Linked DNA regions of Zea mays: all the other regions are linked to region 3. Evidence: chromatin contacts called from public Hi-C data. All regions are on one chromosome and are shown on one strand. Each heading gives the region's core, a stretch centred on a gene start, on an enhancer-like site or on the middle of the called end of the contact. The rest is flanking DNA. Distances are from core to core; before and after follow the strand shown.

Evidence for each region. Hi-C and Micro-C count contacts between places; a contact is called where the count stands out from the background.
Region 1: a contact with region 3 is called in a Hi-C map of ear, with 1.7 times the contacts expected there. The contact joins the enhancer-like site here to the promoter of LOC100192984 in region 3. A contact is called at or near these places in 2 of 25 Hi-C or Micro-C datasets (ear and endosperm).
Region 2: a Hi-C map of ear shows a contact between it and region 3, with 5 times the contacts expected there. The contact joins the promoter of LOC100384312 here to the promoter of LOC100192984 in region 3. A contact is called at or near these places in 12 of 25 Hi-C or Micro-C datasets (bundle sheath, ear, endosperm and 5 more) and 2 of 3 datasets of contacts at active chromatin or transcription factors (leaf and seedling).
Region 4: a contact with region 3 is called in a Hi-C map of leaf, with 1.8 times the contacts expected there. The contact joins the promoter of LOC100193638 here to the promoter of LOC100192984 in region 3. A contact is called at or near these places in 2 of 25 Hi-C or Micro-C datasets (leaf and tassel).

Annotation. Positions count from the first base shown.
Region 1 is chr1:258,152,157-258,156,187 of Zm-B73-REFERENCE-NAM-5.0, forward strand. It overlaps LOC542545 (MSI type nucleosome/chromatin assembly factor C), which reads left to right. Exons shown (of 6, transcript NM_001112086.2): 4 at 1-49; 5 at 189-284; 6 at 795-1,298. The coding sequence ends at 1,026. It also overlaps the pseudogene LOC103645467. Among protein-coding and RNA genes, the nearest start is that of LOC542545, 9.9 kb to the left of the region's middle. Within about 2 kb of position 1,410, at least 7 of the 20 cell types and tissues checked have an H3K27ac peak or open chromatin away from gene starts, as enhancers often do. A contact at or near this core is called in ear, where this site is marked.
Region 2 is chr1:258,180,194-258,183,949 of Zm-B73-REFERENCE-NAM-5.0, forward strand. LOC100384312 reads right to left here and starts at 1,739. Exons shown (of 1, transcript NM_001176867.3): 1 at 89-1,739. The coding sequence starts at 1,663. The coding sequence ends at 332.
Region 3 is chr1:258,319,811-258,324,116 of Zm-B73-REFERENCE-NAM-5.0, forward strand. It overlaps LOC100192984 (Speckle-type POZ protein), which reads left to right and starts at 3,026. Exons shown (of 1, transcript NM_001138156.1): 1 at 3,026-4,306. The coding sequence starts at 3,070. The coding sequence ends at 4,149.
Region 4 is chr1:258,507,408-258,511,463 of Zm-B73-REFERENCE-NAM-5.0, forward strand. It overlaps LOC100193638 (MYB-type transcription factor), which reads left to right and starts at 1,790. Exons shown (of 3, transcript NM_001138737.1): 1 at 1,790-2,299; 2 at 2,464-2,590; 3 at 3,123-4,056. The coding sequence starts at 1,938. The coding sequence ends at 3,986.

The sequences.
Region 1 (4,031 bases), core at 160-2,659, 170 kb before region 3:
TTGATCTTAGGAAGATTGATACTTCTCTGCACACCTTTGACTGTCACAAGTATGTTTCCACTGTTTTTCTTCTGTTCATAGCTACTGTTTGTTTTTACTGCCTAAGGAACTTTCTGAAGTATTGAATGTTTCTATGGATGTTATATTTCTAGTTTGACATTAATGTTTCAATACCTTGGTGTAATCAGAGAGGAAGTTTTTCAAGTTGGATGGAGTCCAAAGAATGAAACTGTACTTGCATCCTGTTGTCTGGGCAGAAGGCTCATGGTCTGGGATCTAAGCAGGTAAGCAATACAAACATTCACGATATCCTCATTTTGTTACCCTTATATCCTGTTTGGATGTTGATATTGGAGCATAGAATTGGGAATTGGAATCAGCTTTACTGAATTCTGTTGTTTGGTTGCACATAAAATTGTGATTTGGAATCAGAGACCCAAATTCCTGGAATGGGACTATAACTAGAAACTCCCTCTCTCAATACAGAGCGTCTCCCATTTGAATTGCACGCTCTCCCCTTTAAATTGTGTGGAATTGGACCGCACAATTTTAAACTCCAATTCAGTGAACCCAATTCAATTCCATGTCCTCCAATATCGACATACAAACTGAGCATAGTTTTCTTTTCCACTGGTGCGCTGTATCTTCTGGATGTTAATAGTTCGTACGACGGCCAAAGTGGTGTTTTTTGCGATTTTTTTCTGTGCTGTCCGTGCTCCCTACATTATTGCTGAAGTACAGATAACACGATACGGTTGGGATTGATTTTTGTTATTTGCTTTGCTATATCACAGGATCGACCAAGAACAAACACCAGAGGATGCTGAAGATGGTCCTCCAGAGCTCATGTTCATCCATGGAGGCCATACCAGCAAGATCTCTGATTTCTCCTGGAACCCCTGCGAGGACTGGGTGGTTGCTAGCGTCGCTGAGGACAACATCCTCCAGATATGGCAGATGGCTGAGAACATCTACCATGACGAAGATGATCTGCCAATTAGCGATGAGCCGGCAAAAACTTCTTGAAGCAACACATCACAAAAGGAATCTTAACTCCTATCGACTGTTGGTGCTCCTAGATCGGAACCCTGCTCGCCGGAGAATCTTAACCGAGTGAGAGTTGGCTGTAGGTTGCTTCCGTGGTCGTAACTTTATGCTTGACGGGTTGGTCGTTTCTTCGACCGTCTGTATGTGTATTCGTCGAACCTTTAGCATTATACATATGCTGATTGACTAGATCTGTTCGTCGCAGTTGTGTTTTGTAGTATTGCTTTATATCTAGCAGGATCATGCTCGTGATGTGATTTGTAACGGGAACAAAATAATATCCACTCAAGCGTAGGCCAAGCGGTAGTCACAGCTCAGGTCGACGGATGCGCAGGCCGGCGGTGCGTCCATCGTCCTAGAATGCACGCGTTGCCACGTCGGCATTTGACGACAGCAAGCGAGGCGATGCACGTTGGTATAGAACCAGAGGTTTTAGTTGCCATCTCGTCCTCACCACGACTAGGATTGGAAACGAGCCGGAGGTTTTAGTTGCCATCTCGTCGTTACTGTGTTAGGGCTGGAAGGAGTTGAGGTCGCGAGCCAGAACGAGCTGATTTGGTTCGGTGGGTGGATCAGCGAGCTCGAAAATGAGGCTCGGCTTACTTGAGACTCGTGAGCCACCCCGAGCTTGAATCGTCTCGTGAGCTTCGAGCTTTTCTTCCAACCCTAACCACGACGACTATTCTCACGCGCATGCACCATATAGCAACCATATAGCACAAGTGTATGAACATGCAACATCCGTCGTAGCACGGTGAGTGCCCAAGTGTACGTACTGAACTTCGGTTGCTCCATTGTTGCAAGCAGCTAGACGTTCTCTCTGAATGTAAGTGAACATAGCACATGCACACTTTTTTTTTAAATGATCAGAGGTCAGGATTGTTTTACATGAGACAAAATTACTATCTGCAGGAAACCACCGGATGTGATTTTATCTTGCAGTCATGGATCAGAGAAATAGAATAACATCGAGCACTTCATCTAGATTCATAAATTCGGCCGGTGGAGAAAAAAAACGTCCCCATGGTATTATATCAAGAAGAATTTCAAACGTAGTCTCGACTGGAAAAAGTCACGAAAGCTGGTTTCCCGTACAACTTGAGGGTCCGTCCCTTATAGGCTAGATCTTACCCGTGCTACGAGGATTAGGGATGGCAACGAGTACATATCCGTCGGGTAGTACCATTCCATATCCGTATCTATAAAAATTCTAACAATCGAGTTACCCATATATGCTCGTGGGTATAAAATCTTACCCATACTCGTACCCGCGCAGTTAATTTTGCTCGTCGGGTAATCCATACCCGCTAGGAAAGTCTTAAATTCAATATACTAATCACTTAAAATATTAAATAAACATACAAAAACAAGTTTAACATCATACATAACAAATCATATGATTACATAGCTTAGTAGCTAGACAAATGATACCTAGAGAAGGGTTTTATTTTAGCTAAGATAGGTAGACAGGTATATTTTATCCATGGATAACGGGTATGGATAGTACCAACCTGTACCCGTCTACCCAACGGGTAGAGGTTCTTGCCCATTAACATACCCTGAGTACAGAAATCACTCCATACTCGCCTTTATATCGGGTAAAACCCGTCGGATATTTGGGTACTCATTGCCATCTCTAACGAGGATCCATGCCCTATAGGTCAGCCAATCTCGTTGCACACGACCATAGTAACCAGTGAGTGACATTTTTTAACCTCACCCTAAAATTCGCTCCCACTAGAATTCGAACTCAAGACCTAATGATTGTTACTCAGGTCTCCTAATCAACTCGGCTAAAGGCCCTTTTGCCATCTAGAGTAATAAACACAAGTAGAAAAACTTATTCAGGTTTGTGTATTCCGTTGGCGTACACGCATAGACACGTAGTGCTTTTATATTTCAGCATTAGCTGGTGTCTGATTATGCTTCATATGCACTTCGCAGCTCCCGGGATTTGAACCATAATTTATAGAAACAATATATATTGAAACCGTAGCGATGCACGGACAACTAACTAGTTTAAGGTGAAATACAAGATATTCGTCGTCGATTGGAGTTTTTGCTGCTCAAAGGCTTTTCTAGACCACGTACCCTCCACGACTCGACCCCTCTCTAGCTAGTTTGTTCGAAGGCAAGATATGGGACTAATTTATTGGTTTCTTATGTCGAGAATTCCAAAACATACAAATCCATGTCACAAAAAAACGAATCTACACATGCAACACGAGTAATTAATAAGAGACTTAATATAGTGGTTGTTAGATTTAATAGACATATGACCTCATACATTATTTTATTTTATTATAATGTTAGACATATATTAAAAATGTCTGAGGACGCTCATGGTTCTTGAAATGTCTAAGGTCCTTATGACTCTGGAGACGTCCGAAGCGTATTAAATTTTATGACGTTTACCCAAATTCTGATCATAACTAGGTATGTGCCCGTGCGTTGTCACAAGAGCTAAAAGTTAGTATAAAACATAAATACGGAACGACAAACATCACTATGATATAAAAAAACAGTGTGATAAAATATTATTGTACCACTAATATTATATTAACGATATAAATATATAATATTATTATAAATACACCAACTCACGGGCCTTGAGAAATCAAATTAGCTATGTAACATAAGTTATGTAAGTTGTTTCAACAAATGTCTTACTCTGGTGTTCTCCTCAGGCCCACCGTACATAGAAACAATTTCTTTGAACTCCAAGTTGACAGTTTCACATATGATACATTGCTTCCCCTCGCTCCACTGCTTTCAGTAACTCTATGAGTATTGGAAACTGCAGTTCGTATTGTGCCTACAAAGAAAGCATGGAATAATTTAAGACGAGATCTACTACATGGTATTCTTGTGTAAGTACTAACTACAAAGAATACAATTCTCTAATAGAGAATTAGAGATTCACTCTTTGCAGAAACAAATTTTCTGAATATTCAGTTAAGTGTTTGATGTGGGCGTCCTTACAG
Region 2 (3,756 bases), core at 489-2,988, 140 kb before region 3:
TTTTCTGATTTGCTTGATAGAACGTTGCGAACATGTAGTAATGAGATGTCCCTTCCAGCAGTGTGTGTGCGAACACGCAAATAGAGATGAAAGAAAAGAGATTCCGTGGATTTAAGGTAGGATGACAGCCAGCGCTTTTTTATGCGTTTTGCTAGAAACGTGAAGAGTTGCACGCAGGGTTGAGTGAGCCATCCGAAATTCCATTTCCGAACCGCACGTGTGAGCGTCCGTTCCAAGAAGAAAAACAACACACTTACACACCCCACTCCTAGCTTTGCATTCCATATATGCATGTACACACGTCAATTACGGCCTAAAATCAACCCAACTACTACCTGCGTGACTCCCATGACGCCGGCGACGGCATCGTCGACGCCGTCCTGGCCGTCCCAGTGCCCGACGAAGCAGTGGTCGCGGACGACAGCCGCGCCGGTGTGCCGACCTGTTTGATAGCCACGTTCGGAAGCGGGCTGCGCCTCCGCCGCTCCTGCTCCTTGACCAGCTCCGCGGCCAGCGCGTCCACCTTCTCGGCGTTCGTCCGCTCCGACAGCCTCCGCTCGCGGAACAGCACCGACTCCACGTTCCGCTGCGCTAGCATCGCTTCGGCGGCCACGGACGCTTCGTCGGTGCGGATCGGGACCAGCGCCTTACCGGCCTGGATGCGCACGTAGTTGCTTCCGCGCGCGCGCCCGAACGCCATGCCCAATGATTCGTCCACCATGTCCGCGACGCCCTCGGCGGTTACGCGCGCCAGCTCCCGCGGCGACGGAGAGCGTGCGGGCATCGGCGTGCTCGAACCGTTGGCGGCGGAGGCGCCGGCGCCGATGGAGAGCACGAGGAGGTCGTCGACGCCGGTGGCGAGGGGGAACTCCTGCTTGTTGTGGAGCGCGTGCGTGATGGCGGTCCCGGCCGGGTTGCACATGGCCGCCACGCCCCCGGACGCCGCGGCGACGGCCGTGAGGCCGTCCACCGACCTGACTGGCGCGACCGCGCCGCCCGCGGCGCAGGCGGCGGCGCAGACGTCGCGCAGGCGGAAGTCGAAGGTGTCGCTCTCGACGGCGTCGGCGCGCGAGAACACGAAGGGCGCGGCCGTGGCGAGGTCGTAGCACGGCACGAGCAGCGGCGCGACGGTGTCCCTCAGCGTGGCGTCCCCGAACACGCGGCGGAGCGTGCGGTCGCCGCCTCGGGAACCGCGGCGGAAGAGCTTCGCCCACCGCCCGCGCCGGCCGCACCAGCCTTTGGTCCCGACGCTCCCGGCGACGAACGCCAGAGCCTCCTGCGCCGAGTACCGCGGCCGGCCGTCGGCGCCCCTCAGGAGCAGCATCGCGGCGAGGACGCCTCCCGCGCCGGCGCCCGCGGCCACGTCGAAGAAGTCCGCGACGCGCGCGTCGGGGTCCCCCGTGCGGTCGCGCAGCCTGGCCTCGAGCCTCGCAAGCGCCGCGGCGGCCAGGAGCGCGTCCTCTGCGCCCGCGCCGCAGCCGTCGATGGCGAGCACCCGCACGCGGCCGCCGTCGAGGAGCGCCCGCGCCGGCGTCCCGGGGACGGACGGGCACCACCCGCCCAGGAGTCTGGTCTCGAGCAGGGAGAAGAGCTGGTGGCTGAGCTTGTCCACACACATGGCTGTCGTCGTGGGTGGCGACGCCGTTGCCGCGTAGGCCTCCATCGATGGTCCAGAAGCAAGCAGACAGGATAGCTAGAGACTGATAACTGATTGGAGCTCGTGAGTCGTGAATGCCGATGCGTCCCAGTCTGCTGCACTAGTCTTTTATAGAGGCTGCTGCCACAGGCTAGCACCGCCACCGGGCGCAAACGTGGCCGCGGGACCACCTCGTCACCGCGCGGTGGGGCAGGGTCACCGACGCCGACGCGGCGGGATTCGGGGTGGTGTCTGGTGGTGTCCCGGGATGGCCAGACAACGGCGGACCTGCGGCGATCGCGTGCGCTGGCACTTGCGGAGTCCCCGGTCAAGTACCTCGGCGTTGTAGGGATGGCAATGGATTCATATCGGATATTGCAAATATCCGCCTGCAACCATATCCACGGTTGCTACCAATATTCGTCCGTAACCGTACCCGTGGGTACAAATTTATATCTATGTCCGTGCCCATCGGATTTCGGACGGGTTTCGGATATTCGTCGGATATGACAGACACAATCATTTATTCAATAATTCAATAACATAATTAGTCAAATTTCTTCCTAATTCACCATCATACACAATTAAAACTTAATAAAAGAATTATTATAAGCATGCGAGCCTTGCTATGTAATATGGGCTAGGCCAAAAATACACGTATCCATATCTGGATCCGTCGGGTCGGATATCCGACGGATATCCAAATCCACGGGTCAAATTGCCATCCCTACGGATGGCTCTAAAAGGCACATCCCACCCCTCTAAGAGGCACAGTCGGACGTTCATGCGCTCGCGACGACCTATTCAGACGAGCACCTTACTCTCAAAACCTAGGCTGAGAGAGAAGAGAGGCCCGCCCTTATAAGGCCACCACGACCCCCTTGACTAGGTGAGGTGGTACTAACCCAGGGCGTGCATACCGGTCTCTCATAATGTGCAGATGCAGTTAAATGACCTATAATGACTTATTTTGCATCCACTCATGCAACCAACATTCCTTGCGTACAGCCAACCAAACAGACGCTCAGCCAAAGTCAACGCACACGATGATTCAAGATAGAATGGTGCGGGTAACCAATCAGGTGTATGCACCGAAATAGGACAGTACAAGACAAGTGGCTCAGATATACTACAGTATATAAAAAAACTTAGCAGCAGAGATAGTAGCACGTTCTATGCTATGCAGAGGATGTATGAATCACACTAGCATAGGAGTATAGGACTGTAGGGATGCTGAGACACAAACACAACTGGGAAGCAGATGAAGCTAACATGTTCGATCGTTGCATGCACGTGTGCGCAGGAAAGCCCGTGGAAAGAGCGCATAAGGGGTAGGGGGATTGGAGAGGAACACGACAAAGGGCAGCGGGCCGGGGTAGATATATAGAGAAGCATCAAGGATTACCACTTCTATTTTGTCTGTGTCGCATAGTTGCAAAGTGAACCTGCAGGTCATGCCCTTATATTGCCAGCACGCATGAGGCTTTGACCCATGTGTGTTAACTGTTAAGCTAGGCTAAAAGCTTGTTTGGGAGTGCTCTGAAACGGGTGTGGCTCCTGCAGAAGCCGTACTAAACGGTGCCAAAAAAATAGCTATCAATTAAGAGGACTAGACACTAGTACACAGAAGCTTTATAGTAACGGTTCTAGAGCTATTTGTACTGGCGTTTTTCAGGGCCGCCAGTGATAGAGGCCAATAGAAATCGACGTTTTTCACTGGCGGTTGTTTTGCAACCACCAGTGGAAATAACATTAGCACTGGCGGACTGCTTAAGAAAACCACATGTGGAAACATGATTTTCACTGGTGGATTTCTTTAGCAGCCCGCCAGTGGAAATAACATTAGCACTGGCAGGCTGCTAAAGAAAACCGCTAGTGAAAATCATGTTTTCACCGACGGTTTTCTTAACCAACCCGCTAGTGCTAAATTTATTTACACTGGCGGTTCATTAAGGCGGGCCCATCTATTTATTTTCACTGGCGTGCTGTTATTGAAACCGTCACTATAAATTTCTGTGTGCCGCCATCTTAGAGCTCTTTTCTACTAGTGAGAGCAACTTCAATAGTTCTCTAAACAACTCTATAAATCACAAATTTAAGAAGTGAACAGGAAAATGCTT
Region 3 (4,306 bases), core at 1,776-4,275:
CAGCAACCCTGCACGCTAGAGGGTATGGGGCGGAGCCCCCGCAATATATATTAGTGACCCTAATTAGGGTTTCAACTGCGTCATCATAATTACTCTTGTTGTAAGCCGTTGTCTAAGGACGACGTTCTGTAAACACTTCACATATAATGAAGGTTTCGCCTGGCTGGTGTCCGTGGTTTTTCCCTTCGTATTGAAGGATTTTCCACGTAAATATGTGTCATGCTCTATAGTTGTTAGTTGATCTATTTTGTTTTTGTGCTAACAACCTGTACTTTCACCACCACCACCACCTCCCACACCTCCGGATGTCGGTGCTCAGCAGCGATGAGAAGGACGCCTGAGGCCTAAGGTTGTCTTCAGCAACGTCCTCTATATCCATCCTCTATATCCGTCATTTACAGTAGGGCTGGGCATTCGGTCTATTAGGGTAATTCGGTTCGGTCTATTCGGGTTTGTGAAATTTCGGGTTTTGAAAAATGAGAACCGAAATTTCCAAAAATATTTTAGGAACCGAACCCGAATAGACTCACAATTTCGGTTCGGTCTATTCGGTCCACCGAATAGACTCGAATTGTAGAGAGACTAGTATATTTTGTTAAAATATATACAATGAATAATTAATTGAAAGTACTATTACTACAACAAGTGACTATAAAAATTAGCATACAAAGATATATATACTATTGTTAAGAAGATATCATTATTTCTAGCTAATAAGTTCATAAATCATATAATAATACCATCACATATTAAGAGTTTTTTTATATTTCGGGTTATTAGGTCTATTCGGGTTTTAAAGGTTAGGAACCGAACCCGAACCCATAACCCGAAATATAGCACATATAGGAACCGAACCCGAACCCGAAAACCCGAATAGACTCACAATTCGGTCTATTCGGGTTCGGGTTCGGTTTTCGGTTTTAAAATGCCCACCCCTAATTTACAGTCTCCTCTAAAAGATCCCATCCTCTATATCTCCTTCATCTCCAACAACGTCCTCTAAATCATGTTCTCTATATGCAAATACCTATATTATAGACATTTTTTATTTTTTTCTTTTTGTACATACGTATTTGTCATACTCTCAAATGTATTGTATATATTTTAGTTTTGTTAAACCCGTTATTTAAAGTATTCAAATAGATAGAGTATCGTTTAGAGAAACTCTATATATAGAGAATCTAGCAGTGTTCTATAAATTTAGAGAACAGTTTATAGGACACTGCTGTAGAGCGTAGAGTACCGTTTGATTCTTTATATTTAGGGTAAAGGAGGCTCCAGAGACTTGCTAGAACTAGCCTAATCCATCTCTACCCCGCGAAGACGACGAGTCGACGAGGAGCCACCAGGTCGGTCCGCTTACGTCGTGCTCACGGAATCTACCACGCCTTCATGCATGCAGGCTGCAGCGAGGCTTGGGACACGACTAGTGCTGGGAATTGGGCCGGGCCGGGCCAGCCCGGCCCAAGCCCGTCGTGCTTCGTGCCAAACGAGTTCGGGCTAGGAAAGCCCAAACAATTTTTGGGCCGTGTCGTGCCAGACCGAAGTGTAAAAACAGTGGTCCGGCCCTAAACCACGTCGTGCTTTCGTTGGGCCGTGCCGGCCCAAGCCCGGCCCGTATATTTGACCATATAAAATGAAAATATTATAACCATATAAAGTTCATAGCTTACTAAATTAAAGATATTAAACAATTATAACATCATTTAACCACATAAACTTCAAATATAACAACAATATAAAGTCGATATCTTACTAAATTAAAGAAATTAAATAGATTGGGCTTATTTGGGCCGTGCCGGCCCAAGCCCGGCCAATCTATGCGGGCCGTGCCGGGGCCCGACGGGTCGGAATTTGAGGCCCGGCCCAAGCCCGCCTTTAGGCCGTGCTAGCCCGGCCCATATTATTTCGTGCTGGGCCGTGCTTTGGGCTCTTATTTTCGGGCCGTGCTCGTGCTGGCCCGAAAAGCCCGGCCCAGATTCCCAGCACTAGACACGACCATAGCAAACATTGCGAGAGGCGGGATGAGGGTTGAGGTGCAGCGAGGCCTTTGGTATTATTGGATTTCTACTAGCGGTTGCGGTGTTTATCGTGCTCAGAGGTAGGGTGCGACGCGCTCGCGCGCTTGTGGATCAGGGACGTACGACTAGTGTTAAGAATAGGAACGGGCCGGACCAGGCCAGCTCGAGCTCATCGTGCTTCGTGCTAAACGGGTTCGGGCTAAGAAAGCCTAAATTTTTTTAGGTTGTGCCGTGTCAGTCTAAAGTGTACTCCGGCCTAGCCCTAATTACGTCGTGTCTTTATTGGATCGTGTCGGTCCAAGTCCGACCCATATATTTGACCACATAAAATCAAAATATCGCAACCATGTAAAGCCAATAGCTTAATAAATTAAAGATATTAAACAATACAAACATCATTTGACCATATAAAATCTAAATATCACAATAATATAAAGTCTATAACTTACTAATTTAAAAAATTAAACAACATGGGCTTCATTAGGCCGTGTCGGCCCAAGCCTGACTCATCTGTGCGAGCTGTGTCAGGGTCCGACAGGTCGGAATTTGAGGCCCGGTCCAAACCCACCCGCCTTTAGATCGTGGTAGTCATGTCCATGTTATTTTATACTAAGCTGTGCTTTAGGCTCCTGTTTTCAGGTCGTGCTCGTGCTGGTCGAAAAAGTTGACCCTATATTCACATCCCTACGTACAACACACGAATCCATGCATGTATTAAAGTGCTGCATTAAAATAGTCGAGATAGTTCGTGCTTGATGCTTGCATCGTAGACCTTTCCTGCAGCTTAACACGACACGGGCCTCAGGCTGGGCTGACACAGGCCCGGTAGTCGTCGGACCCGACCATGGGCCGCACGACGAGTGGGCTTGGTACGATCTCCTAGCACGCCAGACTGCCAGAGGATCCAACAGTTTTCTCCGTGATAAAAAAGGCAAAACGGTAGAAGTAGAACCGGCAAAACCCTCCCAATCCCCCCTCCGCTGCCGCCGCCCACCCGACCCAACCGATCGAGGCGCGCCGCCGCCAGTGCCCTACGTTGTTGCCGTCCATGCCGGGATCTTCTCCCTGTCCCGCCGCTGGCTATAGTGGGAGCGGCAACGGCTCCCACTCCGCCATCGTCGCCGGCGCTGTGACCGGCTCCCACGTGCTTAAGATCGTGTTCTATTCCCGCACTAAGGAGGTCCCCAATTGCCAGGTCATCAAGTCCCGCCATTTCTGCCTGGGAGGCCACACCTGGTTCGTGCAGTATTACCCCAATGGGAACTCCGCCGACAACGTCAACTTCATATCGTTGTTTCTCACTATGCATGGTGCAGTAGCCGGCAAGGCAGTGAAGGCGCAGGTCACCATCAGTTTACTCGACCAGGACGGGGAGCCGGTGCCGTCGTACACCCAAGTCACAACATTCGTGGACTTCGCTGAGAAAGGGAGCTGGGGATACCCAGAGTTCATCGAGAGGAAAGCTCTGGAGGAATCCGAGCATCTCAGGGATGACTCCTTCACCGTCAGGTTCGATGTGACCATCATGAGCGACATCCAAACCGTGGCAATGCCGTCAGTGGTCGTGCCGCCGTCCGACATGCACCGGCACTACGCTGATCTCCTGCTGAGCAAGGAAGGCGCCGACGTCAAATTCCGAATCGGCGGGCAGACATTCTCCGCCCATCGGCTTGTTCTCTCGACACGGTCGCCGGTGTTCAAAGCCGAGCTCTTTGGTCCGATGAGAGAGAGCACAACCACCAACGCCATACGCATTGACGACATGGAGCCGGAGGTGTTCGACGCGCTGCTCACCTTCATCTACACGGACACCCTGCCAGAGACGAAGGATGGGGAGGGATGTGCGATGGCCCAGCATCTGCTCGTCGCCGCTGACCGGTATGACCTGGAGAGGCTGAAGTTGATCTGTGAAGATAAGCTGTGCAGGTATATCGATACGGGCTCCGCTGCGACCATCCTGGCTTTAGCTGAAAAGCACAACTGCCATGGGCTTAAGGATGCGTGCTTCGCGTTACTAAGCTCCGCTGCGACTCTTGGTGCATTCATGGAAACAGATGGGTTTGACCACCTGACAGTTAGCTGTCCCAGCCTTCTGAAAGAACTGTTCTCCAAATTTGTTCCGACTTGAACTAAAAAGAGGTGGCGTGTAACAGCAAATCTTGACAAAGTCCTCCTATGTTTTAGTCTTATATATATAGGTACCCCAAGACATTGTATCCTTTATATATGTAGGATCATTTTGGCGGCAAGCTACACTAAGCAGCTTGTGTCTTGGTGCTATGAAC
Region 4 (4,056 bases), core at 540-3,039, 190 kb after region 3:
CTGCGGGTGATGCGTATCACTACCGGTTGTGACATAACTAATGATGAAAGTCTAACTAGAATAAAACTTCCTATAGTAGTGTTGCTTGCCTTATGTAGGTCGACTAGTTGAGTAGTAGCTATTTTCAACTAGTTTTAGTGCTCTAGGACTTAGCTTGTTATTTGCGGTCACTAGAGTTGTGCAGGATCTTACTTGTTTGGCTTTGTAGTTGCTTAGTTTTGCTTTTGAGTAGGGTGTTCTTGATAGATCAGAATTGAGTATTGTTTACTTAGGCCATCTTTATGTCTAACAAGTTTATTAGTGTTGTGGCTTGTAGAATTTTTAAAAGGCTATTCACACCTCTAGCTATCCAATCAATCCTTTTGATGTCTTTCTTTGATACTGCTAAAGAAGAAATGGTTGTAATGCAACAAAATGTCAATGAGTGTTATTGTCACTGAAAACAAAGGAAAAACTTAGATTGTGGTCCAGAAAAAGAATAAAGTCAATCTCGACGGTGTTTGCATAAAAACGCATTTGATTAATTAGTTGTTCCCCAACTCTTGATCTAAAATTCCATGATGACAACATCAAAAGGAAACATTTGAGTAATATCTAGGTGGCCCTTTCCCATTTAAAAACGACAAGAGAACTTCTACAGTTTTAATGGATGAAAAGATGATGAGTTTTGAGAGAGAAAATCCTTGGCTTTACTTACTATATTATATCAATATTTTGCTTTGCACCACCATACCCTATAAGTCTGGTTAAGTCTTAATTCAGAACTTTATGACATGTAATTCAAAATTTTGCAAACAATATCCACATTTATATTACCCCATAGATATATCATTAATGAGCTATAGCTCCCATATATACCTTTCTTCATCCACATATGGCCACATGGCAATCGTTAGGGCCAAACCGACAAAATACAACTTTTGCTAAAATAAATAGGAGCGACTAGCCGCTCTATCTTATATAATAGTGTTATACATAAGGCGGGCACGAATATTTTACAAATACGTTGCGGTTTTATCAAGTAACCGCAAATCAATTGTCGTTCCACGCCTCTCATCCGTACCGATGGATGACGTTTCCCCATATGTAGGCTTAACGGTCGCTTTTTCCTTTAAATTCGCCGAATCTACGTGTTGTCGTGACATGAAAAAACTGAATTTCGCGCCAAATAGAGCCCGTTGCATGTGCTCCCACTTGCGCGGGATCCGGGGAAGAGTCGGAACCATTTGGGTCTTTGGTATGTAGCTTTTCCCTGCATTTGCAAGAGATTGTTTACACGACTCAAATGCATCAAGATTACATTTCACATGCAGTGTTTTTTTTCTCCCCAAGCCATTGGATCAACAACCCTTGCAATGGTAGTATTGGTACCTCACTCTGGGGGTGCAAACTGTGTGTCCAAGAACAGGATGCACAAAATCTGCTTCTGCTCCCACGCGCTATTGGATCGACAGTATATCCATATTGCATCTATATATCCATCCACAGTAATAAAAACCAGCCGGTCCAAGACATCTGTAGCAGTGCTGACAAGTGGGGCCCATCCCGCTCCTGCGCTTACCACGCTGCACTCGTATGGTAGGCGCAGTGATGTGGAGTGGTGACAAGGAGCCACCTCAACTCCCCTTGTCCTCTACCGCACGAATATTGATGGAGAGTTGGAAGGTCACCCAGAGCCCTGGACGCTGACCGTTGGATGCGGCGAGGATGGACGGCAGTGGCCGCGCGGGCCCGCTATATAACTTCCTCCCCGGATCGGCCCACACTCCTAACTTGCAAGCCCGGTGCCCAGTGGCCCTTTCTTCTCCCTTCCCCGCTGCTTCTTCCTCCTGTCCACATTCTTCTCTCCCCAGCAGAGAAATTCTAGCTGGGGGGCCTCTCTGCAATTCCCCCTCGCTCGCCATTGTCCGTAACCTCGACCAAGACGCGAGCCGGGAATGGAGTCCGGGAGCTCGGTGCGTTTCGGCCACCAGGACGTGACGGCTGCTGGCGGCGTGCACGCAGGTAACGCCGGCGCTGCTTCTTCTCATCAGCAGGTGATCCCGGGCACGGGCATGACGATGCCCGCCGGCATGGCCTCCCTCCTGGTCGGCCGCCTCGGGATGCAGGCGCCGCCTGGCATGGTGCTGCCCGGAGGAGCCCTGGCGGCGGCGTCCGCCGGGTACGGCGGCATCATGTCCAGCGCCCTGCGCGCCGCCTGGAGCGGGGCTCAGCAGCAGCTGCCGCCCCACGCGGGCGGTGGCATCGGCGGGCATAGGGCGCAGCACCACAAGGGCCCCTGGACCGAGGCGGAGGACGTGTGAGTACTTGCTCCCCTGAGTTCTCATTCTTCTGCTCCTTTTTTTTTCTCGTTCCCTTTTGTTTCGATTCGGTGCAAGTAAGGAGAGTGTTTGGTCGTGGCTGCTGAACGTGTGCCGGCGGCCGGCCGCGCGCTTGCTCGATCCGTGGTTGCTCGCTTTGCAGAGTCCTCAGGGAGATGGTGATGAAGCACGGCGACCGGAAGTGGGCGGTGATAGCGCAGTCGCTCCCCGGCAGGGTGGGCAAGCAGTGCCGCGAGAGATGGACCAACCACCTGCGCCCCGACCTCAAGGTGCGTATTCTCTTTTTTCGATCGATCCATCTTCTCATTCGATCTCTCAGATCTTGATGCGTGGATGGAAGCTTTGAATTCGATCTGTGTGCAGTGTAGTGTAGCTGTGGCTTGGGGGAGCGATATCCCCTCGCTCTCCCCACACATGATTCGCGAGGGGGGGGATTTTTCTTTGCCTTTAATTCCTACGTAAACAAATCCTGCTAAATTTTGGTCTAGATTCGAAAGTGGGGGCATTAACTCGGTAAGAATTAGTGGGAGTTGCATGTGTTTTTACTCTGCCCACTAACTGTGGCAATATAATTAGCCACGGCCGGATTGATTGCCGTGGAGAATATTATTCATTTTTTCTAGCTTATCTGTGGTTATATATGTATGCGCATATACATGCCAAGTTTGTGACCACCGATGGGGCATTCTGATCGTCGATTAACCAACCTAGTGTGCTTTATTTGGATCTTTTGAGCTGCTGCTGCGCACCGTTTGCTTGCTTTTCTTCTCTGACATGCAATGCAACAAAAATAATTAACAGAAGAGCGTGTGGACTGAAGAAGACGACATGGCGCTGATCAAGGCGCACAAGCGGTGCGGCAACCACTGGTCGACCATCGCCACGTTCCTGCCCGGGCGTTCCGAGAACGCCGTGAAGAACCACTGGAACGCCACCAAGCGGAGCCTCAAGGCCAAGCGCCGGCTGAAGAAGAAGAGCAACGCGCAGCAGGTGCCGGCCGGGCAGTGGTCCGTCCTGGAGGAGTACATCCGCAGCCTGTACCCTGACCTCGCCGACGGCGCCGGCGCCGACCAGACCCCGCCGGCGGCCGAGGACTCCCCCCCGTCGTCCTACAACCTCGGGTCGTACTCGTACGGCGAGGTGATCAGCAGCCCAGCGTCCGCCGCCGCGCCGCCCGGCAGCTTTGACCAGATGACCGCCATGGGGCTGTACCTGGGCGCGTCGTCGTCGTCGCCCGCGCCGGCCGAGCTGCAGGGGGGCATGAGCTCCGACATCGTGGCGCCGTTCCTGCACCTGGACCTCAACGCCTACTACGGCGGCGCGCCGGCGGCGACGATGCGGCTTATGGCTCCGATGGGGGGAATGGCGGCGCCTGTGCCGCAGATGATGGAGCACGATCACTACCAGCACCAGCAGGCTTCCTACGCCACCGCCAACCAGCTGCTCACGTACCCCTTCATCGACAACAGCGTCATGTGGCAGCAGGCGCCGTACGCCGCCCATGGCAGCGCCGCCTACGGCGGTGGCGCCGACGCGGCAGGTGCCGGCCCGAGCAACGTCGTCGCCGTTCCGGCGGACGACGTCGACGTCGTCCAGATGGCCTCCAGGGAGTTCCTGACGCCGTCGGAGGACGAGGTCACCCTGGACCTGGCCAGGTTCCGTTGACACAGCAGCTAGCAGGCTCGTCGATCGTCGTCAAAAAACGCAGAAGGGGCGTTCGTCCAGCAGTTTGTTT